Regions from separate parts of the Mus musculus genome. Here regions 1, 3, 4, 5, 6 and 7 are each linked to region 2. The links are chromatin contacts, called in public Micro-C and promoter capture Hi-C maps. All regions are on one chromosome and are shown on one strand. The core of a region is the stretch at or near the end of the contact, and the rest is flanking DNA. Distances in the headings are between cores, read along the strand shown. Region 1 holds the start of Trim67 (tripartite motif-containing 67). Region 2 holds the start of Rab4a (RAB4A, member RAS oncogene family). Region 3 overlaps Ttc13 (tetratricopeptide repeat domain 13). Region 4 holds the start of Arv1 (ARV1 homolog, fatty acid homeostasis modulator). Region 5 holds the start of 2310022B05Rik (RIKEN cDNA 2310022B05 gene). Region 6 holds the start of Fam89a (family with sequence similarity 89, member A). Region 7 holds the start of Pgbd5 (piggyBac transposable element derived 5).

Region 1 (2,767 bases), core at 66-2,565, 990 kb after region 2:
GTAAGCCATTCAGCTGAACTGAGATGCATAGAAAGTAGTCCAGAGCATTTACTGTAACAATTTGGCACGGACACATATATATATTGTTATAGTATTTTCCAGACTGGACAGGTGGAAGCAAGCTGCAGGACCCCGGAAGTCCTGTAAAGATATGGGCTTCACTGGGGTGCTTTGCAATGGCTTTCCTGGTGACCTCCCTTCCACCAGAGGTTCTATCCCTTAGGCACAGAGCCAGGCCAAGGCAGCTGCCTCATTAGTCTGTGGCTTCATTTCTCTCCTCCTGCTATCTTTCCAAATGCTGACAGTGGCTGGGGCCCTGCATTCCTTCAGCAGGAGTCTGCGCCACGGTTGCTGTTTTTTTTTTTTTGTTTGTTTCAGTTCAGCAGAGTCTTACTATGTAACACCCAGACTAGCTTGGAAATTACTATGTAGCCCAAGCTGGCCTTGAACTCATAGCAATCCTTCTGCCTAGGCCTCCCAAGTGCTAGAATTACAAGCACGAGCCAGCACGCTGACTGACACATCCTTTCTAAATCGACAATTTCCTTGTCTGTTCCAAGCCAGCTTGAATCGCACAGGAAGAGAGGGCCGCGTGGTGCGCATTTCGCTCCACGCGCTCTTCCCTTCCAGGGCTCGCCCTTAGCTCTATGCCCAGCGCGTACTTCCTTTCTCTGGGCAGCCGGCACTACCCAGCGCAGAACAGCGGGCAGACGGCAGCCAGGCGCGCGGGCGGCGACGTTGCAGGAAGCTCCCATTCATAAAGAGAACACCTGCTCGCTGCCTCCCGCCTCTCCGCACTCGCGAGCAGCCTGGGGAGGTTGTATTTGGCAACCTTCACCGTGTCCTCGCCAAGTCCTCCGGCCCTCATCTTCCACGACTAGCCCCAGTAGAACCAAGGAGACAAAAAAAAAAAAAAAAAAAGGCTTGTAAAAAGATGCATAAATCAAACCTCGCCCTTTGGCGCGAGGCTGTCCGACATTTTGTGCCTTGAAAGCTTTTTGCGGGGAGGAAATAGATTTAGGAACCGACTGTCGCGCTGTGTTGCGAGGCCTTTTTCAAGCGACTGGCCTTTTAGGGACCGCTGTTTACGCTTTCATGGTGGCGAGGAGTGGGCAGGGCGGGAGCTGGCCAGGGTTGCTCTGGCAAGCTGGGCGGGGCGCCGTGCTAATTCACCGTGCAGTCTCCATCCGTAACGGAGCAGTTCTCCACAATGATCCTCCCCACGAAGCCCTCCGACCCGCCCCTGACTGCCAGCCGCGAGAGGCGAGCCCTCATTCGCTGAGCTGACGCCTGGCTCCCCGCCCCCCGCCCCGTTACTCTCGCTCTGGAAATTACAACTCCTGGGCGCGCGGCACGGCGGGCGGGCGGGCGCGGGAGGCGGTGGGGCCGGGAGGGGGATTCCCGAGCCAGCGGGTGCTCGCCCCCCACCCGCCGCTGCAGCGTGGCGCGGCCAAGGTCAGGGGCGCTGCAGGAACCGGAGCCGGCGAGGCCAGCCTGGGACGCTGCTCAATACCGGCCTACGAGGAGGCAGCTCAGAGAGCAGCGGCCCGAGCAGCGGTACGGCGACGGTCTCCGGGCCGGGGGATGCCGAGGTGGCCGCGGCTGCACAGCAGCCTGGCGGAGGATGCGCGCGGGAGGGGGGACGGGCGCGGACTCCGGGCCCATCCTCTCGCGGGCGCTGTCCGCCGTCTGGTGGTGCTGAACCAGCCCTGGCCCCGCCACTCGGGCACTGGCCAAGAGCTGGGTAGGGGCGGGGCGCTCGCAGAAAGAAGACTCGGGGCAGCGGCGCTGCGGAGTCGGGCTCAGTAGCCTTGCTGGCTCACAGCAGCGGGTCACTGGTCCTTCGTGGAGTGGAGGCACGAGGTACCCCGGACGGCGCTACTGCTGCCTATTCAACACCTGGACAACCTCGGAGGCCACCGCGAGGGCTCCCCGCCACCTTCAGACGGCTGCCTCCGGTGAGGGAGCCTCGCCTTCAGGAGGTGAGGACCCCTCCTTTCTCTGGCGGCCAAGCGTCTTAGGGCGGTGGCCTGAGGACAGAGAGGGGGCGTGCCACCCTCGGGTGAAGACAGCATGCCCGTGAAATACCCCCGCCTCCTGACTCAAGAGCGCTGACATCGCCAGCCCAGCTGCGCTTGTCTTCGGAGCCTTGACCATTCTTGGCTGGTCCCGAGCGGCTCTGGCCGCGGGCGCGGCGATGGAGGAGGAGCTGAAGTGCCCAGTGTGCGGATCCCTGTTCCGGGAACCCATCATCCTGCCCTGCTCTCACAATGTCTGCTTGCCGTGCGCCCGCACTATCGCGGTTCAGACCCCGGACGGCGAGCAGCACCTGCCCCCGCCGCTCCTTCTTTCGCGAGGTGCCGCCGCCGCCGCAACCCCTCCGGATCAGGACGCAGCCGCCGGCGCGACCAGCGGAGGCGCGGGAGCTAACACAGCCGGAGGCCTAGGCGGCGGGGCGACCGGTGGCGGAGACCACGCGGACAAGCTGAGCTTGTACAGCGAGACTGACAGCGGCTATGGCTCCTACACCCCCAGCCTCAAGTCCCCCAATGGAGTCCGCGTGCTGCCCATGGTGCCTGCGCCCCCGGGCTCTTCGGCCGCCGCGGCCCGAGGCGCCGCCTGCTCCTCGCTCTGCTCGTCCTCCAGCTCCATCACCTGCCCGCAGTGCCACCGCAGCGCCTCCTTGGATCACCGCGGCCTGCGAGGCTTCCAGCGCAACCGGCTACTGGAGGGCATTGTGCAGCGGTACCAGCAGGGCCGTGGGGTT
Region 2 (3,006 bases), core at 396-2,895:
GAGAGACGGGATTGTAAACACACCTCTGCACTTGGCAGTTTCTATGCCTCCCTTCTTTCTTTTTTAAAAAAACAAGATCATAGAGTTGTTCCTGCGGTGTACTGGATAGGATCAGAGGCCAAGATAAAATCATAGGTCATAAGAACCAAAAGATTCTTTACTGTATTAAGTCACAAAAGACTAAGACATATTTCTTCCTTTTTGTTTGTTAGTTTGTGTATGAGACAGGGTCTCACAATGCAATCTTGGCTTGCCTAGAACTCAGAATGCAGTCCAGACTGGCCTCGAACTCAGCTCTGCTTGTCTCTTGCCTTCTGAGATCTGGAGTTAAAGGCCCGTGCTACCATGCATGTGCTTTGAATGTAATCGTGTTTGTGGGTGACTCAGAACATTACAGATTTGCATCTGGGAAAGAAAGCTGAGCTCAAAGGTCGCACACTCTCAGGCCTTCAGCGCAGTTCCTTCCTATTTTAACATTCTTTCTTTTTTTTTTTTCCTTTTGTTTTTTTTTTTTGGAGACAGGCTAGATCAGGCTAGCCTCGAACTCACAGAGGTCCACCTGCCTCTGCCTCCCCAGTGCTGGGATCAAAGACTTGCACTACCACTGCTGGGCTATTTTCACATTCGTATATGAAATATCTCTATATCAAATGAATTATTCAGGCAGTCACTCCTGTTATTTTAAAATATATTTACTTATATATTTTTTTGAGTTGTGTCTCTATCATCTTTGTTTTCCCTCCTTGCTGTGTAGCCCAGATAGGCCTTCAACTTGAAACAACCCTGCCTATGCCTCCTGAATGCTGGGATTATAGGCAAGCGACACGATGGTAGACAATCTCAACAGCAAACTTTGCATGCTGTGCCAGCAAGAGACTTCAACAAGATTACGGGATGGGGGCGGGGGCTTCTTTCCCTTCCCACATCTCCTTAATTTTCTGTCATAAAGCACAATAATGAAATATTAGGACAGGCAGCACGGAGGCAGGAGAGAATGTCTGACCCGTGGTAGAGCCTGACAGCGGAGGTTAAAGGTACACGGTAGGCTTCCCACAGCCCAGGCATCTGCTGCTGTGAAGAAGGCAGGATCTTACTTAGGCCCCGGTTTGCTCAGGTGGGTCAAACTCCCGACCCCAATTTGCCTTTCAATAAATGTCCCAACCCTTTTCCTCGGAGGAAGGGGTAGGTTCTGACCTGTATTGCTTCATTAACCGAACACACCTTCGAAATTAGCCTGCAGTAAGAGCCAAGCAGCACTGCTCTGCCCACTAACGTGGTGAGCAGGAGAGTTCTGGTGACCAAACACACCTGCGTGGCTTTCTGCTAGTGAACCCCCTTTCTGTCAAAACAAGCCCTCGGGCGGCCTCCTGTCCACCCTAGCCTGGCAGGTCACTCTTAAGAAAGGCTGAGTCTGTACTGCTAAGCCATCTGGGAGGATCTACGGGCGCAGGCGCCCCCTCCCTAGTCCCGCCCTCCCTCCTTCCTGGTCCCCTCCTTCATCCTCCTTTGCCTTCACCTCCTCCTCCAACTAGGAGCCTCCAACCATTTCTCTTGCCCTCCCTCCTCCCCTTCCCCAGCCCCGCTCCTCCTTCCTCCTGCGACCCCGCCCCTCCCCCTGCTCCGCCGGGCTCCTTCGCCGGGCGGCGGTGCGCAGACGCGGAGCCGAGTCCCGCTGGGCCGCAGCCGGTGGCCGGCTCGCCGTGGGCCCGTTCCCGGCTCTCCACGCTCGGTTCCTCTCGCTCTGCGGAGACTGGAGGACGGACCCCGCGGAGCTGTGGCGGCAGAATGGCGCAGACCGCCATGTCCGAGACTTACGGTAAGACGCGCGGGTTTGCGTACGTGTTTAGAGGGGCAGGCCTTGGGGTCCCGGAATGTTGGGGGCCGGGGTCAGGGTCTCCAGAGCCGGTGTCTAGAATATCGAGATATCCTGCAAACCTCGCGGTGTCAGGAACCAGGCAGAGATATTTAGAGTCTTGGGTGGTTTAGGGTTGGCTTGGGATCCTAGTAATGTCAGCAGCTGGGATCCTGAGAATCTGGGTGTTAGGAGCCAGGTGGAGACACTGAGAATCCTAAAGTGTCAGCGGCTGGGAGGGATCCTGATATTCTTGGGGTGTCAAGGTCGAGCTGGAACTTGAGAATGTCTGGGTGTTTCAGGCTAGGCTGGAATCTTGAGGCTCTAGGGGTATCAGGCGCTGGTCTGGACTCTCTGGCCAGCAGGTGCCCCCTGCTGTGATTCTACCAAGTTCCCTCCCGCTTTGACCCTGGTTTCACTCTACATTTTCCTCCTTGGATTGTTTAAATCTCTCAGGGTTGCAGGAGCCAATTTGTCGTCGATTCTTGTCCTCCTCCCTGCAGCACCAACCGCAGGGATGAAGGCTCAGGGCCACGCCTGCGTTTTGTGTCTCTAGGGGCAGGGTTGTGGGCCTCGGGAGGGTGGGGTGGGGGTGTTGGAATTCCTTTCTTTGCATTGAGATTATAATGAGTTTTAAGTGGATGAATGCTGTCTCTTTTCTGTAGACCCCTGGCCTCGTGTATTTTCCCTCCCTCCCTCTCTCCTCCCGTCCTCCCCTCCAGATATGGTTGCATTATATTACCTTTATAAATACAAATATATGGTCCTCTGATGACCACAGGCCTTGGATATGGAGACATGATTTTTTCATCTTTTTTTCTCCTGCAGCACCCAGCCATTCTCAATGCACGTGCTGGGTGCTCCCCCTCCCCCAGTCGAGGCAAGAATAAACAACCACTACTATGTATGGTTGGCCTGTGCCTGCCAGTCCCTCACGAGACTTGAAACTTTGACGTGGTCTGTGCTCGTCGTCCGAAGGAGGGACTCGCACGGAAAAGCATGACGATCTGTCAGGTTATCTGCAGTTTGTGCCCCTGCTTCCTTCCTGCCACAGGGTGGGGCCAGGGTCTGGCCTGGAAGGCTCTACTCGGTGTACGAGTGCCATGGAAACTTCCCCAAGAGTTTGCGGTCCAACGAGGAGTGGATTTTTAAAT
Region 3 (3,055 bases), core at 45-2,544, 880 kb after region 2:
TCTCTGGGTGCGCGCCTGCCTATTGAATGTGCCTGGCTCTCTGGGTGCACCTGCGTATTGGACATGCCTGGCACTTGTGTGTGCCTGCGTAAGGACACACCAGGCTCTGGACACGCCAAGCTCTCTGTACACGGCAGGCTCTCTGTGTGCATGCCTGCCTGTCTGAGGGTGCCTCTCGGGCCTTTTAGCAGTCCTCCTTCCCTCTACCCTCTGGAGACACTATACTCCTCACATGCCCATTCCGTTTTTTGTTTTGTTTGTTTGTTTTCTTCTTCCCCTCTCTTGAAGGTGTTCGCGTCTAGCAACAGCTGAGTCGAAGTCCGTCTACCCTAGGAAACACCACTCCCTGCTTCTGACAGCTCCCTCACATCAAGGTCATGATGCAAGGAGGACTTCTCTCCCTGACAGGGCACTTCAGTTTCCAGCTTCTCGCTTTTTCTCCTACTACTCTTAGACTGACTGGGACAACTGTGGCCTCAGCTAGAAGCAGAATAATGGATGCCTCTGATGCTTTTCTGTCAGCACCTCAGAGTGTCTGCAGCTCTCTTCTAACCCCCTGCAGGGGTCTGCATCTCTACACTTGCTCCCCACCTGCTGCCCCCTCACAAATCTGTTCATTCATCTGTTGCTACAGCGACCTTCGTCATGTCCATCTGTCTTGCTGTTCTTCGGCTCACCACCCAGGCGTGGCTCACCATTCTGGCTTCTACCTATGTCTCGGGCCTCAGTTCCTGAGACTTCCTGGGATGCAGTGGCTGGCAGCTACAAGGGATGCGTCACAGCTTCCTAGTCAGGAGGGATTCACCAGTGGGTTGGTGCACGGCCCACTGTCTGTCCGAGACAGTTCAGGTTTGGCCCCTGGATACACCGGGTGTCCCTTACTTCTCTGCACTCCATCAAGTCATGACATGGGTCTGTGACTCAAGTACCATTCAGCAAGAACATAAGCAGGTACACAGTGGCCTCAGTTACAGCATGTGACCAAATCTAGGTAAAAGTGCCACAAATCATTCCATGGGGAACTGAAAGGAGCCAGTAACAAAGGGAAAATAAACATAATTTCTAGAAATTAAAAAGGTTAAGTCTAAAAAAGACTTTTATACTAAAACCTAAATTTAAATGTCACATGTTAGATGGAGCAACAGTTTCTTGATCTAGGCTCCTAGAGCTAGAAATATTTTAGATATGACTCAGTACCACATCCGCCAAATTCATCTAAAGTCATGTTCACTAAATGGCAGGCAAACACTTCGAGCATCCCTGAAGTGAGCTCTTCAGGATGTGTTTACGCCTGTTGTCAGGGTAGCTAAGCCCATAAAGGATGAAAGGGCAGGCATCCACCCAGTGCCTGACTGCAGGGCTCAGGATAAGACAGAAGCTCCCATCAGGGAGCGACCTCCCTGGTGGTCCTGGCCACAGCAGGCTCACGAGCAACCTAGGCAAATACGGAATTCCCCATCTGATCGATTTCTCTGCTGTTTGACGACTTCTTGAAAACTGACACCCTCCATCCTTCGAGAGTCCACCCTTGAGCGGGCAGGGCTCTACCTGTGCAGGTGCACGGCAAGCACTTTGTGCCAGTGGACCAGCAGGAAAGATACTTGTGGGTGCACAGCTACCCTGGGTGTGTTCCCCGCCAAGGCCACCAGGGCCCCTCACACTGCTCCACTCCTACGCAAACACAAGAAAGCACACAGGCCCCTACCTGATTAAGTTGATGTGGTTATTGAACCCTCTGCTGAGACTTGGAGCTGGCATCTGATCCAGCCACAGGACAGGCTGGTCCGGATCAGCGATCCTGTGGAGCAGAGCTCATGAGGAGTGCTGCGGCCTTACCCACAGCTTCCAGGATAAACCAAAGATGGGTCTCTGTAAAAGTGAGGGAGGAGCCCGACTGGCTCCGACTTGTGAAAAAGAGCACACAGGCCATCCCAGTGCACAGTGTGGCCACACCAGGCGAGAGGCCAGCAAAGGCTGGTGAGCTGTAACGGTTCGTCTAAACTGTCAACTTGGTGGGATGTTAGAGTCAACCAAGGAAACAGCTGTAATGGTGGTTCCAGAGAGGGCTAACTGGTGGCTTAGAAACCTGGCAACCCTCGCTTTTATTTCCTGAGCAGCAGGAGTTGAGTGTGTTCTGAAGAATAAAGGCAACAGTGATTTATGGCAAGCTTTAGCGGGAAATAACTCAGTATCTTAACTTATAGGGTGTGCGGCAACAGGTGACGCGCAGACAGCCTGGTTTCCAGTCCAGGCTAGATCTTGAACCCTGGGACCCGGGAGTGATCCTGGCTCCTGTTGGAGTTACCGCCCCCACAACCCCCACAGAAGAGGCATAGCTATCAGCCACTTAGGAATAGCACCAAGCCTTCCCACATGCAAATAAGGTTCCCCCCAAACTCTCAGTCCAAGCCAATGAGAGGTGCCTGCTGTCAAACCCTGAATCACCCCCAGAACTGTATATAAAGCCATGCAGGGAATTAAAGGCATGCGAGAACTATTCCTTTGAGTCTTTTGTTCCAAGAGCTGTATGTAACACTTGGGAAGAGATCTTCTCTCCTGAGACCCTGCCGCACTCCTCACTGAATTGTCAACTTTTTGCTGGCCCAGCCTGGACCCGACTCAGTTCAGAGAGGGTCGGAGTTACACTCACTTCCCTTTGCTGGAGCCTTCCCACCCGGCCTGGACAGCGATCTCGTGGAAAGCCTCAGGTACCCAGGCCCACAGTAGGGTTTAATTTGGTAAGCAAAGAGGGATTGAAACCTCTCGCCGAGGGAGACATGGTCTGAGAGAACTTGCCCACTGCTGTGTGCCCACGGGTTACCTTCTCCACTTCACAGCAATGTCGAACATGTCCCTCCACTGCAGCAGCCTTGTTTTTCCATTCATGCGAACCTTTGAGTTGGTCCAGGTACGATGTACGGCCTGCATGACTTCCAGTGCTGCCAGGCCCATGGCTAAGGGAGGACACAACCAGACAGCTCGTCAGAACCCTTTCCAAGGGGCCAATTCTCACCTTTCCTCTCAAGCCTGAGGGACCCCATAAAGAACAGGACGC
Region 4 (3,068 bases), core at 557-3,056, 920 kb after region 2:
AAGTAAGCTGCACACTGAGACCCAAGCAGGCATCTACCCCTCAGCAACTGGCACCTGAGAATAACGCTGCAGCTCTTTGCCCCAAGTCTAGAGTCTGGCTTGACGTGGGCAGGTAAGAAAGTGACCACGGTATTCCAAAGGTGCCCTCGTGGTGAGGTCAGACCTGTCTGATTTGTGAGACCTGAGAGGTTCTGGATATCTAGAGCAGACCATTGTGTTGGTGGTATGGGGGCTGTAAATACTGATGAGAATAGCCCCTCGGCTATGACACGCTTACTTGCCTGTCCTGAATTTGTCCCCACAGTCTAGGACAGGTGCCTGAGGTAAGCGTCACAGAGTCCAACTTCCATGTAATCGTCCAGGATTGGGACAAACAGAAGAGAGGCATTTCCTACTAAGAGCCTTTGGTGGTTAAGACAAAATCTGTCTGTAAAGTTGAGCATGGAAGCTCACACTTGTAAGCCCAACTTGGAGGGTTTGTAGAGAAGGATCGTGGTAAATGCAAGTTCAAGGCCAGCCTGGGCTCAGAGAGACCCTTTCTCAAAAACAAAACCTCATAGTCAAGTAAACGGAGTCTCCTATTTACAGACAAGTTCACAGACAGGTAACCCCCTGCCCTGAATCAGGAGGTGACATTAACAATGGTCATTCGATTCACTAAGGAATGCTGGCCACATCAGCTGCAACAGTGTTGGGAGGCAAAGCCAAGACACAAAATAAGTCCAAAAGCCATTCCAAGAAGTCAGATGGTGCTCAAAGGAAGTCAGATTGCACTAATCTTGAGACTGCATCTCAGCTAAGAAACTAGGTAGTGTTTGGGTAGGCATATGGTGCTGAACATTGGTGGGATGTTTTAAAAGGCATTATCAGCCAGCTGCTACTAGGTATAGAAGACCCAGACCTTCCCCACGGCAAGTCGGAGGGACACCCACTGAGGGGAAGGGAGAGTGGAGAGGGTACTGATGGGTAAAAACGCCCACTGTACAACTCAAAACAGAAAGAGCATGTGCATTTTGCCCAGAGCCTGACCAATGAATGAGCCTGAGCAGCTGGAATGCACGCAGGAATCAGGCCTGAAGCTCTCTCTCTACCGTTGGGGGTACATCTGAGGAGCACGGGTCAGTGCTCATGTCACCCCGCAAATCCAACCTGCTTGCACCTCTCAAGATTGGATTCCTGAGGTGGGGATCGGGCAAATCACCTACCGGAGCAAGCAGAAAGAAGTCTGACTTCCTGGCCCGTGCACGCCAGCAGGCACCCTCCAGGCAGGTCCTTATCCCCGCCGCCCACCTGAGCCCATCCCCGGTGCCCCCACTTCCCAGATGCTTCCACGCTGGGCAGGGGCGGCCCAGGGAGAGGGCGGCTCGGCCCACTCACCGCACTCCGGGTACTGGTCCGCCCAGTCCCCCGACTGCGGACAGCCGCCGCCCGCCGGGGCCTCCTGCTGCTGCCGGTGCTGAAGCTCCTGCTTCAGCAAGGACAGCGGAGAGTAGTGCTCGGTGGCCCGCGCGCAGGCCAGCGCCCCCAGCAGCAGGAGCAGCGGCCGCACCACCGCAGCACCCAAGCTGCCCGAGCAGCCGCAGCCGCAGCCGGCAGGTGCCATCTTCCCGCACGGCGCAGGCGCGGCCCTGCTCTGCCCGCCGCGGGCAGGTGGGCGCGGCGCGCAGCCGCAGTACCCGCTGGGAGTTGTAGTCCTCGCCCTGTTAGCCTCAAGCACTCATTCAGCGCTTGGACTACAAGTCCCAGTAAGCCCTTGGGTGCCCCTCCCAAGGCCAGTCCAGGCGTCTTCCGCCAGCGGCCGGAAGCAGGAGCCCTAGAGTGGCCATGGGGACCGGCGGGCGTAGGGGGACGCGGTCCGGGAAAGGCACGGAAGGCGCAGCGGCGACTTCTTCCTCTTGCCTGTATCGTTGTATCGAGTGCAACCGAGAGGCTCAGGAGCTGTACCGGGACTACAGCCACGGCGTGCTCAAGATAACCATCTGCGTGAGCGCGCCGGGGGGCGGGGCGCGGCTAGGAAGGCGGATCCGAACTTGCTGTGGTCCGGGGCGAGGCCTGGGAGCTTGAGCACGTGGGGGAGGAGTGGTCCTTGTGATGGTGTGAAAGAGAAAGCAAGGATGTGCTTGAAGACTGCCTAGGCCATAGATGTTCTAAGACTTGTGGCACCCAGGAGTGGTGGCGCATTTCTATGACTCCAGCACTCCACTCGCATGCCAGGCAGGAGGAGAATCACGAGTTGGACTCCAGCCTCGATTGCCGCGAGAGAGAGAGAGAGAGAGAGAGAGAGAGAGTGTGTGTCTCAAGCGAATAAACGAGTGATGGAGAGAGATGTGATTCACTAAGGAAATAGGAATTGTAGCAGGAAGCGTGTCATTCTCTTGTTGATCCTGAGGAGATGGAAGCAGTATTTGAGGTCTGGTACTGTAGAGAGTTCTTAGAAGAAAACTGTGTCTTATCGGGGTACTTGTCAATTTAATAGTAAATAATACAACAATTTAACCGAAATGGAAAGCATTTACCACGGCCGGGGATGTTGCTCGCCATGTAGGGCAGCCTTAGATTCCGGCTCCAGCACCACGCCTGTAATCCCTGCAATTGGGAGATGGAGGCAGGAGGTCCAGAACAGAAAGAGAGGGAGGGAGAGAATGAATGTCTCTCTGTGTGTTTCCTCTTTATACTCTTAAGTGAAGGCAGGAGGAAGCAGTGGAGAGAGTTCTGGTGGGAAAGGACTCACTGATTCATCAGGTCCACTGATGGAGGAAGTCAGCGTGCTCCCTATGTGAGGATGGATGGACACAGGGTAGTAGAAGGAGGTTCTTTGGGTAGAGGTCACTGCCTCTCATTGTAACAGTCTTCAGATGGCAAGATGGCATGCTGTCTTAGCCTTCTAAACTGTCAGGTCCCTGAGGTTAGAGGATTGTGAGTGGCTCCAGGTGATTAGCTTCTTGGAGCCCATGAAGTTCTGGGGAAGGAGAGCTCTTGTCCTGTCGCATCTACAGCACGAACATCTGGCTGATAAGTGATACCGAAGGAATAGGAGGAGTTTTGTGTTTCCTGATGCTGGTCTTTCC
Region 5 (2,896 bases), core at 273-2,772, 860 kb after region 2:
GAACTCCGTCCACGTCTTTATGGAGGTGCATATTTTTCACAATGAAATGCCTCAGCTCCAGGAATATATTTTAAGACTTATATTTTCATCTCCCACCACACCCTTGTTTTTCCTGGCAAAGCCCACAAGAGTTTCAAATGGGATGGGGAGCAGAAGGCAGTGTTGGCGGATAGCTAGCTCTCTGCCTTCACAATTCCCTGGCAGGAAAGTGGGTTCGTGACCACAAGCGTTCTGTAGTAACAAACACTGACGGATACCTGGCCTGAAAAAACCTGATTGAAATCTCATCCTTAACTGGTATTCCCTCCGCCTGGCACAACTTCTCCAACAGAAAAACAACAGCAGCAACAACAACAACAAAACTCTCCTAGCTTCTCCTCCCTGCCTCCACCTAAATGGACGTTCAGAACTCTAGCTGCTACCGATTTTGTCCTCCAAAACAAAGTTGAGTCCCTGAGGTACCAAGTCCATACTCTGGTGGCACAAAGGGCTTCAGGGAAACCATCTCTTGGTAAACCACCAGGTTTCTGAATAGTGCAGACTCCTGGGCCTCAAGAGCAAGGTCAGCCGGGAGCAATTCTAAGTAGTTATTTTCTCTTCCCCCAGTGTCTAGAGCCCAGGCTAGATAATCAGGCTTGCTGGAGGCATCTAAACTTACTCTGTGTTTGGGTGGGAACCGGGGCTCACATGTCAAACCCAAACACACTCTCTCCATTGTAGTCTACCAGGGACGTACCCCAGGGCAGCGGTGCCTGGCAGTCCCACCTTCCCCACTGAGGTCCTTATACTTAACACATGCCGGCCACTGAGTGATCAGGAACTATAGACATTTTTCCTGTTTCACATCAGAAAACTGAGGCTGTACGTCGTACACTCATCCAGGCTCGCTGGTTTCCTCTCTACTGTTCCCACTTTGTCTTTAAAGGTCCCTTCTCCGGGAGATTTCTGAACTCCCCCTCGCCGGCCACTCCGCCCTGGGTGGCCCGTCCCGCCGCACCCACCTCGTCGCCGAAGCGCACCAGCTTCTGGCCCGTGGGCCCGCGCAGGCCAGGGAAGCGCGCCGGGTCCCGCACGTCCCCCGCATCGGCGGCGGCCGCCGGGGCGCGAGGCCCCACCAGGCAGCGGTCGATGATTTCGTCCTGCTGCGCGGGCGGCAGCCGCGCCCACTCGGGCCCGTACTTCTCCCGGATCTTCTCCTTGTCCTGCATGATCTTCCTGGCCATGGGGCTCAGCGATGAGAAGTAGGTGAAGCGCTTCCGCTCCCGGTCGTCCAGCGGCCGGTTCCCGCTCATGACGGCCGAACGCGAGGCCGCGATCGCCGCCGCCATCGACGCCATACCCGGCCCGCGCGTCCCGGTCGGAGCGCCGCCTCCCGGTCCGCCCGCGCCCCGCCCCGGGGCTCCGCCTCCGTCTCCTCCCGGAGCGCCGTCCCTACCCCACCCGCTGAGCCCTCCTCCTCCGCCCCTGGCTGAGCACCGCCCCCAGACCTTCCCGGGACACCCTTCGTACGGGCCGCCTACGCCCCATCTGGTACCGGTCGGGACCACTAATCGTCCCTGAGCCCGGTCGGCACTTGAAGCCCCGCCTCCATCTGGAGCCCCGCCCCCACTGGAGCCCCGCCCCCGAGCTCCTCCTGTTATGGCCCTTCAATTTCTCCTCCATAGGACGCTTTCCGGGACCCTAGGGCATCTCTGGGGCTGCTACAGAGTCCCCCATACAAGCGCCGCCGAGATTGGAGATGACCACAGGGGTTAACTCAGGGCGAAGACCGCCATGGCGCCACGTGGCACTGATGACAAAGGAAACTTCCTCCTGCACGTGCCCAACCTGGCTTTCAATCATCCTCTCTCCTTTGCGCTCTCAGGCATTCATTGCTTTTTCAGGTTTGCGCTCTGTTCGCTGGGCGATCCACCACACTGAGCCGGGGGCTAGGCTAGGGCACTGACCCACCAGTTGTCAACCAGGAGGTTGGATTCCCGCCCGTGGAACTTCTTCTAAGCCTGGCATGGAAGCATCAGCGTGGGATACTAGCACTGTTTTGGCCTAGGCGGGAGACTCACGGCAAATTCAAGGCCAACCTGGGTTATATGGTACCATTATCCCCACAGAAAGAAAGACCCCTGCTAAAAGCATGCAGTGTGAGCGAAGTACCCCCTCTCAGAAGAGCTACACACCAAGGCCTCTTCAAACCCTCAAAGCCCTTGCTTTCTGATGCTTGCCACTGTGAGGCAGCAGTACACACACACACACACACACACACACACACACACACACACAGACACACACACACCAGTCTATTAAATCTCAGGACTCTGTCTTTAAAAATCACTCTTTAAAAAAAAATCCTAAGCAGGAATTAAAGAACTCTAGTCAGCAGCAGACGCTGGTCAGCGTAAGGAGCCTGTATTCCATCAGTTTAAGTGAGGGGACAACCCAAAAGCTTAAACTTCCAAAAATGGCCAAGCTAATCCTGGAATCTCAGAAATCATAAGAACTCCGGGAGGTTTGCTGACTACAAACAAACTGAAGAGGATGGAAAGTTCCCACAGGGAAGCAGATGTATCCCCAAAGGGGTCAGGCTTGCTGCTGAGACCACACGATTAAAGTTTAAGACAGGGCTGTGGGATGTTTGTGGCCCCATCCCACTCCCTGATTTTCACAAGACTAACAGGTCTCAGGTAAGCATGGTGTCCTATTCTGAAAAGCAACTAAATACCAACCGTGGCTTAGTTGTCTCTAAAGTAGCCCTTGTCTAACACTAAAGGCAAGTGCAGAAATAACTTGAATTCCCTGATATAAATGGAATGTCACAAATGTGTCAGGCTCTAATAAAATATATCACCACTGTCTTAGTTATGGTTTCCATTGCTACAACAAAACACCATGAGCAAAAAGC
Region 6 (2,741 bases), core at 171-2,670, 950 kb after region 2:
CAGATTTGACCTCTGGCCCTCAAATTAAATAGATCGACACAGACATTCTGCAGAAGGCTCTGGAATGAACGACTATTTTTAAGCGAGATGTGAACTGTCTCGGAAACCTCACCATTCCCCCAGGACAGTAAGTCTCTTGAACAGCTAGCTACCAGACAGACGGAAGAGCCTCGTGATGGTTTTCTGAGAAGGCCTGTCAGGGCCTGTAGCCAAACCCTACCTTTAACATTGTTATCAGGCAGAGTGACAGCAGCTCATTTCCTATAGCTGAGCTCCGGAGCTACCGCCCAAGGCATAATTATAAGGTTCTGTACCTTAGTCATAGCAGGAGGGACCTGGGAAATACCTTCGGGAATGTAGCTGGGCTCCCAAGCCTCCCTAGCATGTTTATAAAGCAGAGCTTCACAACCAAGAGTCACCATGCGCCTTGCGTCTTATGCAAGAAAAAAAAAATACCTCAAACACTTGGGGGGCCAGTCTCTTTATTTCACTCAGCCATTCATGATTAGGCTGTAAACACACTAAGTATGGATTTATCTAAGCAAATGCAATTCGCTAGATGTATTAGGCTCAGGGTAGAAGATCTTAGTCTAGGGGAAAGAACTTGGATGGGTGGGTTGCGTGGGTCTTTCCCTACCTGGCTAGCCACAGGAAGCAACCTGGGAAAGAGCTCCCTGCGGCCCAAATCTCTGCCCTGGCATCACCCTGAATCGTGCGTCCTGGTGCAGGAACACCTACTCCACTTCGCAGGAGGGAGAAAAAAACTAAACCCATTGTTTGTGACCAGACATAAGGACTTCACCCGGCCGAGTACCGCTTCCGCGCCGGTAATCGGATTCCTGGAGGGCGGCCGGGGAGGGGCCCGGCCACCCATCTGTTGTTCACACTGACCCGCAGGCGCACAGGAAGCCTGTTCTCCTGAGACCCGGCAGGCGAACCTCGCCGCGCCCTGACCTGGCCCGGGAGAACCCCAGCATCTGAAGCTGCCCTGCCGGAGGTGATGTGAAGCCGTGGGAAGCCCTAGAGGGGAGTCCGGGCTTTCAGGGACCAAAAGAGAGTGTCCCACGACGGGACTCACGGCGCCTAGTCCTTACCATCTCCTTGCGCAACAGCGCCAGCGCGGCGTCCAGGTTGGGGGGCTTGGTCCGCATCCCGGCCGCCCGCGCCCCGCCGCCGCCCGCGCCCCCTCGGTTCAGCTCGTCCTGGATGCGCGACTTCTGAGCGTACAGCCGCTCCAGGTGCCGCCAGCCACCCGCCGCGCCTCCCGCCGCCGAGTGCAGCAGCCCGCTCAGGCTTTTGGGTAGCGGTGGCAGCCCGTCCACGCGCAGCCCCCGGGCCATGCCGGCGGACCCGGTTCCGCTCATCTCGTTGGGGCGCCGACACACGCGCGCGCAGCTTAGCCTAGGTCCCTGGAACCCGACGGGTCCCCACCCACTTCCCGCCCGCCCGAGTTCCGCCCGCTGCCCGGCCCTTTGGTCTCCGCCCCTCTCGGGACCCGCCCCTCTCCTCGGCTCTGTGCTGCTGCAGTGAGGCGACGCCCTGCAGGGCCCCCTGGCCTCCATCTCGACCTCCACTCATCTGCGCTCCGGACTAGCCCTCGGGGACACCTTAAGTCTTAGCTCTGTGAACCCTACGTGCAAGTCCCCTCCCTTTTTCGCCACACCACCAGCGGGTCTCCACCTCACTGTGTCCCACCTCCAGTCCTGTGCACCCCACCTCCAGCTGGTCACCTCCGCTATTCTCTCAGCCTCACCTCCAGCCTCAGGCCCATCCTACCAGCCATTCTGCACCCCTGGCCCCAGCGGTCTTCCGTCCTCCACTCCAGATGGGCTCTTACTCCCTTCCCTGTCCACGCTTCTGGCTGGATGATTTTGGTCTCTCTGGCTTCACTCTGACCAGCCACTGAAACCACTTTTATCTACCAAGGGGTCCAGTCCCCGCACCGACCCCACCCCGTGCTGCCTGCGCCCTAGCGTGGGCGTGATGATCGCAGGTGCTGGCAGCAGCCAGAACCGCACACAGTACTCATTCACGAGGCCTAGCTTGCCTCCTCTGTGAGCGTCAAGGTTTTCCCCGAACTTCAGCAGCCAAGGAGAGCGCCAGCCACACTTTGCTCACTCTTTTAAAGAAACGAACCAACTTGTCTTTCAGCCCTATCTAAAACAGGGAATAAGGACTCTGCCCCACCTGGTGGAAAGAGAAAACCGTCTCCTGCAAGTAGTGACTCAAACGCTCCATTCATGACATGTGCACACACGCGCGTGTGCACACACTAAAATAAGTAGGTGGAATTTTTTTAAGTGAAATCTCAGGGAGTTAGAGAAAGACGTTGAATCTCGGGACTTCACCAACTTCAGCAAAACTGAGTAAAAGTACACCCTGAAGAGAAGAGAGATGGATCAGGGAGAGAATTCGCCCTTCCAGGAAGACTCAAACCTTAGCAAAAGGTAACCGGCTCAGATTCAAGATGAGGAAACAGAAGTCTGGCCAATAGCAGAGAAACCTAGAGTCAATATCAAGAACTTCGATGCCAATGGCTACTCAGTCTAACTATAAAGGGACTGAATGACTCTGAATTAATCCAGCAGGAACATGTTTCAGGTAGTTCAGATACCTTCTATAAATGTGCCCTCTTGCTTTGGGGGCTTTCTTCTGCTGTGCGTGGAACCCACCCCGAAAATCAATCTGAGAAGTTAGTGTTGAATCCAGCCAGACAGTGAGATCCGAGGGGCACCCAGGAG
Region 7 (2,891 bases), core at 279-2,778, 630 kb after region 2:
AGCTTTGCCGAATTCTCCTCTGTAGACATCTACAGTAGGCATCTTAAGTGCTGCAAGATCAACACAGGATCACAAAGGCTCACAGCACGAAGACTGACAAACCAGGGCACCAGGCTGGTACAATCCCAACATCCAATATGGAAAGCAGCTGTCCAGGGCAGGAGGCCTTTAAGGCACACTGGGAAATGAAGGGTGGCATATAGGAGGACAATTTAGAGTACCATAAACCACAGCCAAATGGTTGGGTTTTAAAATGTACCCACTTAGAACCTTGCATGGTGATGGTAACCCTCCAATCCAGATGCAACTTTGCCCATCCACACCGCAGCCTGGCAAGGTTGCAGAACACTCCCTCCAGGGCTGGGCCAACCTTTCCCATTGCCAGCTCCCTGCAGCTACGTTTCCATACCCAGGCCCTGGAGCCTACCTCCTGTGCACCTGCAATCTTGAGGAACAATAGCTATAGTGTCATGTACACTGCCCAAAGTGTGTGTGTGTGTGTGTGAGTGACACACACACACACACACACAGAGAGAGAGAGAGAGAGAGAGAGAGAGAGAGAGAGAGAGAGAGACTATGCAAAGGGGCACTCCTTGGTGCCCATTCACACTGGTTGTGTGCACTTCACAGAATATATGGTGTAACATCTGGCTGCTAGGAAGCCATGGAGCCTGAACAGCAGCACTGAGGATCATATGGGAAAGCAGTTTCCACATCTCAGAAAGCAGAAGCTGACCAAGCTGCTGCAAAGCAGCACTATTTTAGACTCTGCAGAAGCCAACAGCTGAGGGCTCAGAGTAGCAGGGTGGCTGTGCTCAACTCCAGTCGCCTCCGGATAATCTGAGTCTGGTCTACACACCTTGAAAGTAACTCGGACTAACACTCCCTAACGCAGTGGAATCACCCTTGGCTCCTTCCGGTGCTCAGCTAGAGATCGACTGGCACCACAGGAAGTTTCTCGGGAAAACAGAGAGCAGTGAAGATGCTGATATGCTCTGGCTCTGGGCTCTCTATGTGCTTCAGCTGCGACTGGCCTGACCCCTGACACCTAGATCCTGCGTACTGCAAAGGACTCAGCCTCAGCCGTGCCAGGCGTTTGGATCCCCTCCACCAAAAGAGCCATACTTTACTGACCCCACAGGTGTGACACTGCCAGACGACCGAAAGCCTCTGGCAAAGTGCTGCTGGCTTGGTCTCCACCCACGAGAAACCTGGGACCACCATCCTGTGCAGTAGGACCCTCTCTGTTTAATCCCTGCTCCCCAAACCAGCTGTTTCCAGAAACACACAGGTGCAGGTCGGGTGTGTCTGGAACCAGTCTGGCCCGTGCTCCAGCCTTCAGACCGCGCCCTGTGTGTCCCTGCACCCCAGTGTCCCCGGTCGATCCTCACCACCGGTGTCCTCGAAGCGCGGGGACGGGCGATCCCTCAGCACGGCGCTCCAGCCCCCACCGGTCTCGTCCTCCTCGAGTTCCAAGGGATCCGCGGCGTAGGATGGCGGGGCGGTCCCCGGAGGCGCGGGGCGCTCACGCTCATCGTCCGAGGAGGCGGCCGAGGAGGAGCGTGAGGCTGCGGAGGTGCTGTAAAAGGGGTTCCCGCCGCTGTCCGGGCCCGACTCGCCGAACACGTCGTCCGAGATGTGCAGGCTCTCGTAGCGTGCACGGGCTGCCTCCAGCAGCGCCGGAGCCCTCCTCCGTGAGCCCCCACCGCCCTCGGCCATAGCCCCGGCCGCCGCCCGCGCGCCCACACCCCACAGCGCCTCCCAGCCGCACACGCCGGGCCCGGGACCCCCGCCGCGGCCCGTGGCTCCCCACCAGCGCAGCCCGCAGCACAGCGCGCGCCGCCCCGCGCCCGGCCGGCCCGCCGTCTTGGCCGCTCGGGCCGCGCGCCCGGGATGCGCCTTGGAGCTCGGGCGCCGCTGGCTGCGGCCGCGGCGGGAAGAGACTCAGCCGCTGCCCAGAGCCGCCGCCGCCCCCACCCGCTGCGTCTCCGCCGCGCCCGGCCCCGTCGCGTCCCCGCGCACCCTCCCCGCGGCAACCGCGTTGCGCCGCCGACCTTCCCGGGCGCGAGCCGTGGACCGGGCCCGCCTCCAGCACCTTCAGCTGCTGGCCAATAGAGAGCGCCGGCCTCGCGGGGGCGGGGATAGCAGGTCGCCCTGCCTCCTCGGGGCGTGACGCTAGGGCAGTCAGTCGCGAGGAGCCCCGCCCATAAGCTCATAGCCGCTCGCCGGCGTGGGGAGGGAGGCGGGTCCCGGTGCTCCGTGCTCTTTGGCCCGCCCCTTGCGCAGCCGCGCCCGGCTCCGAGGAGCTGTCCGCCCAGCGGTTCTGAAATTCACTCTGCGGACACGCTCCAGGTGGGCGGCCAGCCGAGGCTGCGCCCAGCACTCCTGTGAATTTCAGGTTGCCCTTCTAGCTTCCCCGAACCTTGCTCTTTTGGGAACCTGGGTCAGACACTAAAACAGTCTCTCCTCCAACAACTGTCATGTAAGGACCGCAACACTGGAATGAGGTGGCTCGTCATTTCTCACAGTCCTTTGATGCTCACATCTTCTGAACTCAAAATTGCTTCCATGAGAACTATCACCACCTGCGCCCTGGTATCACTTGCACAGGCCTAAGACAACGCACATCTGGAAGAGGATTATATGATCAGGAAACAAACAGCTGGTCGCCAGGGTTTCAGAGATCTAACAATGGAGCAGAGTCTGTCTCCTCTCTTCTGGGGGCAAAGCATGAGGCCGGCTGGCCGACCTCCCCTCATCAGAATGTCTTCTCTCCTCCTCCTCCTCTCAAACATAATGCAATAAGTCACATTAATGGTAACTGGGTCATAAAGTCACTTTCACTCCGACATAAAATAAATCCAAGTAGATGTGAAGGGCTTGAGACCCCT

Evidence for each region. Promoter capture Hi-C pulls out the DNA fragments that hold promoters and counts their contacts. A called contact is a pair of places that touch in the nucleus more often than the background predicts. Capture Hi-C pulls out chosen DNA fragments and counts their contacts.
Region 1: a Micro-C map of embryonic stem cells shows a contact between it and region 2, with 3 times the contacts expected there. The contact joins the promoter of Trim67 here to the promoter of Rab4a in region 2. A contact is called at or near these places in 1 of 39 promoter capture datasets (pre-B cells), 1 of 484 Hi-C or Micro-C datasets (embryonic stem cells) and 1 of 115 datasets of contacts at active chromatin or transcription factors (embryonic stem cells).
Region 3: a contact with region 2 is called in a promoter capture Hi-C map of the C10 cell line, with 3 times the contacts expected there. The contact joins the enhancer-like site here to the promoter of Rab4a in region 2. A contact is called at or near these places in 2 of 39 promoter capture datasets (the C10 cell line and pre-B cells), 1 of 15 datasets of contacts at CTCF or cohesin (embryonic stem cells) and 1 of 484 Hi-C or Micro-C datasets (embryonic stem cells).
Region 4: a contact with region 2 is called in a promoter capture Hi-C map of neural stem cells. The contact joins the promoter of Arv1 here to the promoter of Rab4a in region 2. A contact is called at or near these places in 5 of 39 promoter capture datasets (3T3-L1-derived adipocytes, hippocampal neurons, liver and 1 more), 1 of 115 datasets of contacts at active chromatin or transcription factors (embryonic forebrain) and 1 of 9 other capture datasets (embryonic stem cells).
Region 5: a contact with region 2 is called in a promoter capture Hi-C map of liver, with 3 times the contacts expected there. The contact joins the promoter of 2310022B05Rik here to the promoter of Rab4a in region 2. A contact is called at or near these places in 5 of 39 promoter capture datasets (cranial neural crest, hippocampal neurons, liver and 1 more), 1 of 15 datasets of contacts at CTCF or cohesin (embryonic stem cells) and 1 of 484 Hi-C or Micro-C datasets (embryonic stem cells).
Region 6: a promoter capture Hi-C map of liver shows a contact between it and region 2, with 2.2 times the contacts expected there. The contact joins the promoter of Fam89a here to the promoter of Rab4a in region 2. A contact is called at or near these places in 3 of 39 promoter capture datasets (liver and neural stem cells) and 1 of 9 other capture datasets (embryonic stem cells).
Region 7: a contact with region 2 is called in a promoter capture Hi-C map of liver. The contact joins the promoter of Pgbd5 here to the promoter of Rab4a in region 2. A contact is called at or near these places in 9 of 39 promoter capture datasets (the 3T3-L1 cell line, the C10 cell line, cranial neural crest and 5 more), 4 of 115 datasets of contacts at active chromatin or transcription factors (bone marrow-derived macrophages, embryonic forebrain, embryonic stem cells and 1 more) and 2 of 9 other capture datasets (embryonic stem cells and liver).

What each region holds. Positions count from the first base shown.
Region 1 is chr8:124,791,704-124,794,470 of GRCm38.p6, forward strand. It overlaps Trim67 (tripartite motif-containing 67), which reads left to right and starts at 1,316. Exons shown (of 10, transcript NM_198632.2): 1 at 1,316-2,767. The coding sequence starts at 2,198. Gm46059 (a long non-coding RNA gene) reads right to left here and starts at 684. Exons shown (of 3, transcript XR_001778718.2): 1 at 1-684.
Region 2 is chr8:123,804,351-123,807,356 of GRCm38.p6, forward strand. Rab4a (RAB4A, member RAS oncogene family) reads left to right here and starts at 1,646. Exons shown (of 8, transcript NM_009003.3): 1 at 1,646-1,816. The coding sequence starts at 1,786.
Region 3 is chr8:124,680,362-124,683,416 of GRCm38.p6, forward strand. Ttc13 (tetratricopeptide repeat domain 13) reads right to left here. Exons shown (of 23, transcript NM_001373939.1): 14 at 2,822-2,954; 15 at 1,706-1,798. Among named protein-coding and RNA genes, the nearest start is that of Gm46058, 6.6 kb to the right of the region's middle. Within about 2 kb of position 1,295, at least 29 of the 459 cell types and tissues checked have an H3K27ac peak or open chromatin away from gene starts, as enhancers often do.
Region 4 is chr8:124,720,360-124,723,427 of GRCm38.p6, forward strand. Arv1 (ARV1 homolog, fatty acid homeostasis modulator) reads left to right here and starts at 1,807. Exons shown (of 6, transcript NM_001368372.1): 1 at 1,807-1,983. The coding sequence starts at 1,825. It overlaps Ttc13 (tetratricopeptide repeat domain 13), which reads right to left and starts at 1,613. Exons shown (of 23, transcript NM_001373939.1): 1 at 1,378-1,613. The coding sequence starts at 1,603.
Region 5 is chr8:124,661,847-124,664,742 of GRCm38.p6, forward strand. It overlaps 2310022B05Rik (RIKEN cDNA 2310022B05 gene), which reads right to left and starts at 1,523. Exons shown (of 4, transcript NM_175149.4): 1 at 1,002-1,523. The coding sequence starts at 1,337.
Region 6 is chr8:124,750,446-124,753,186 of GRCm38.p6, forward strand. It overlaps Fam89a (family with sequence similarity 89, member A), which reads right to left and starts at 1,421. Exons shown (of 2, transcript NM_001081120.2): 1 at 1,095-1,421. The coding sequence starts at 1,364.
Region 7 is chr8:124,432,408-124,435,298 of GRCm38.p6, forward strand. It overlaps Pgbd5 (piggyBac transposable element derived 5), which reads right to left and starts at 1,529. Exons shown (of 7, transcript NM_171824.2): 1 at 1,392-1,529.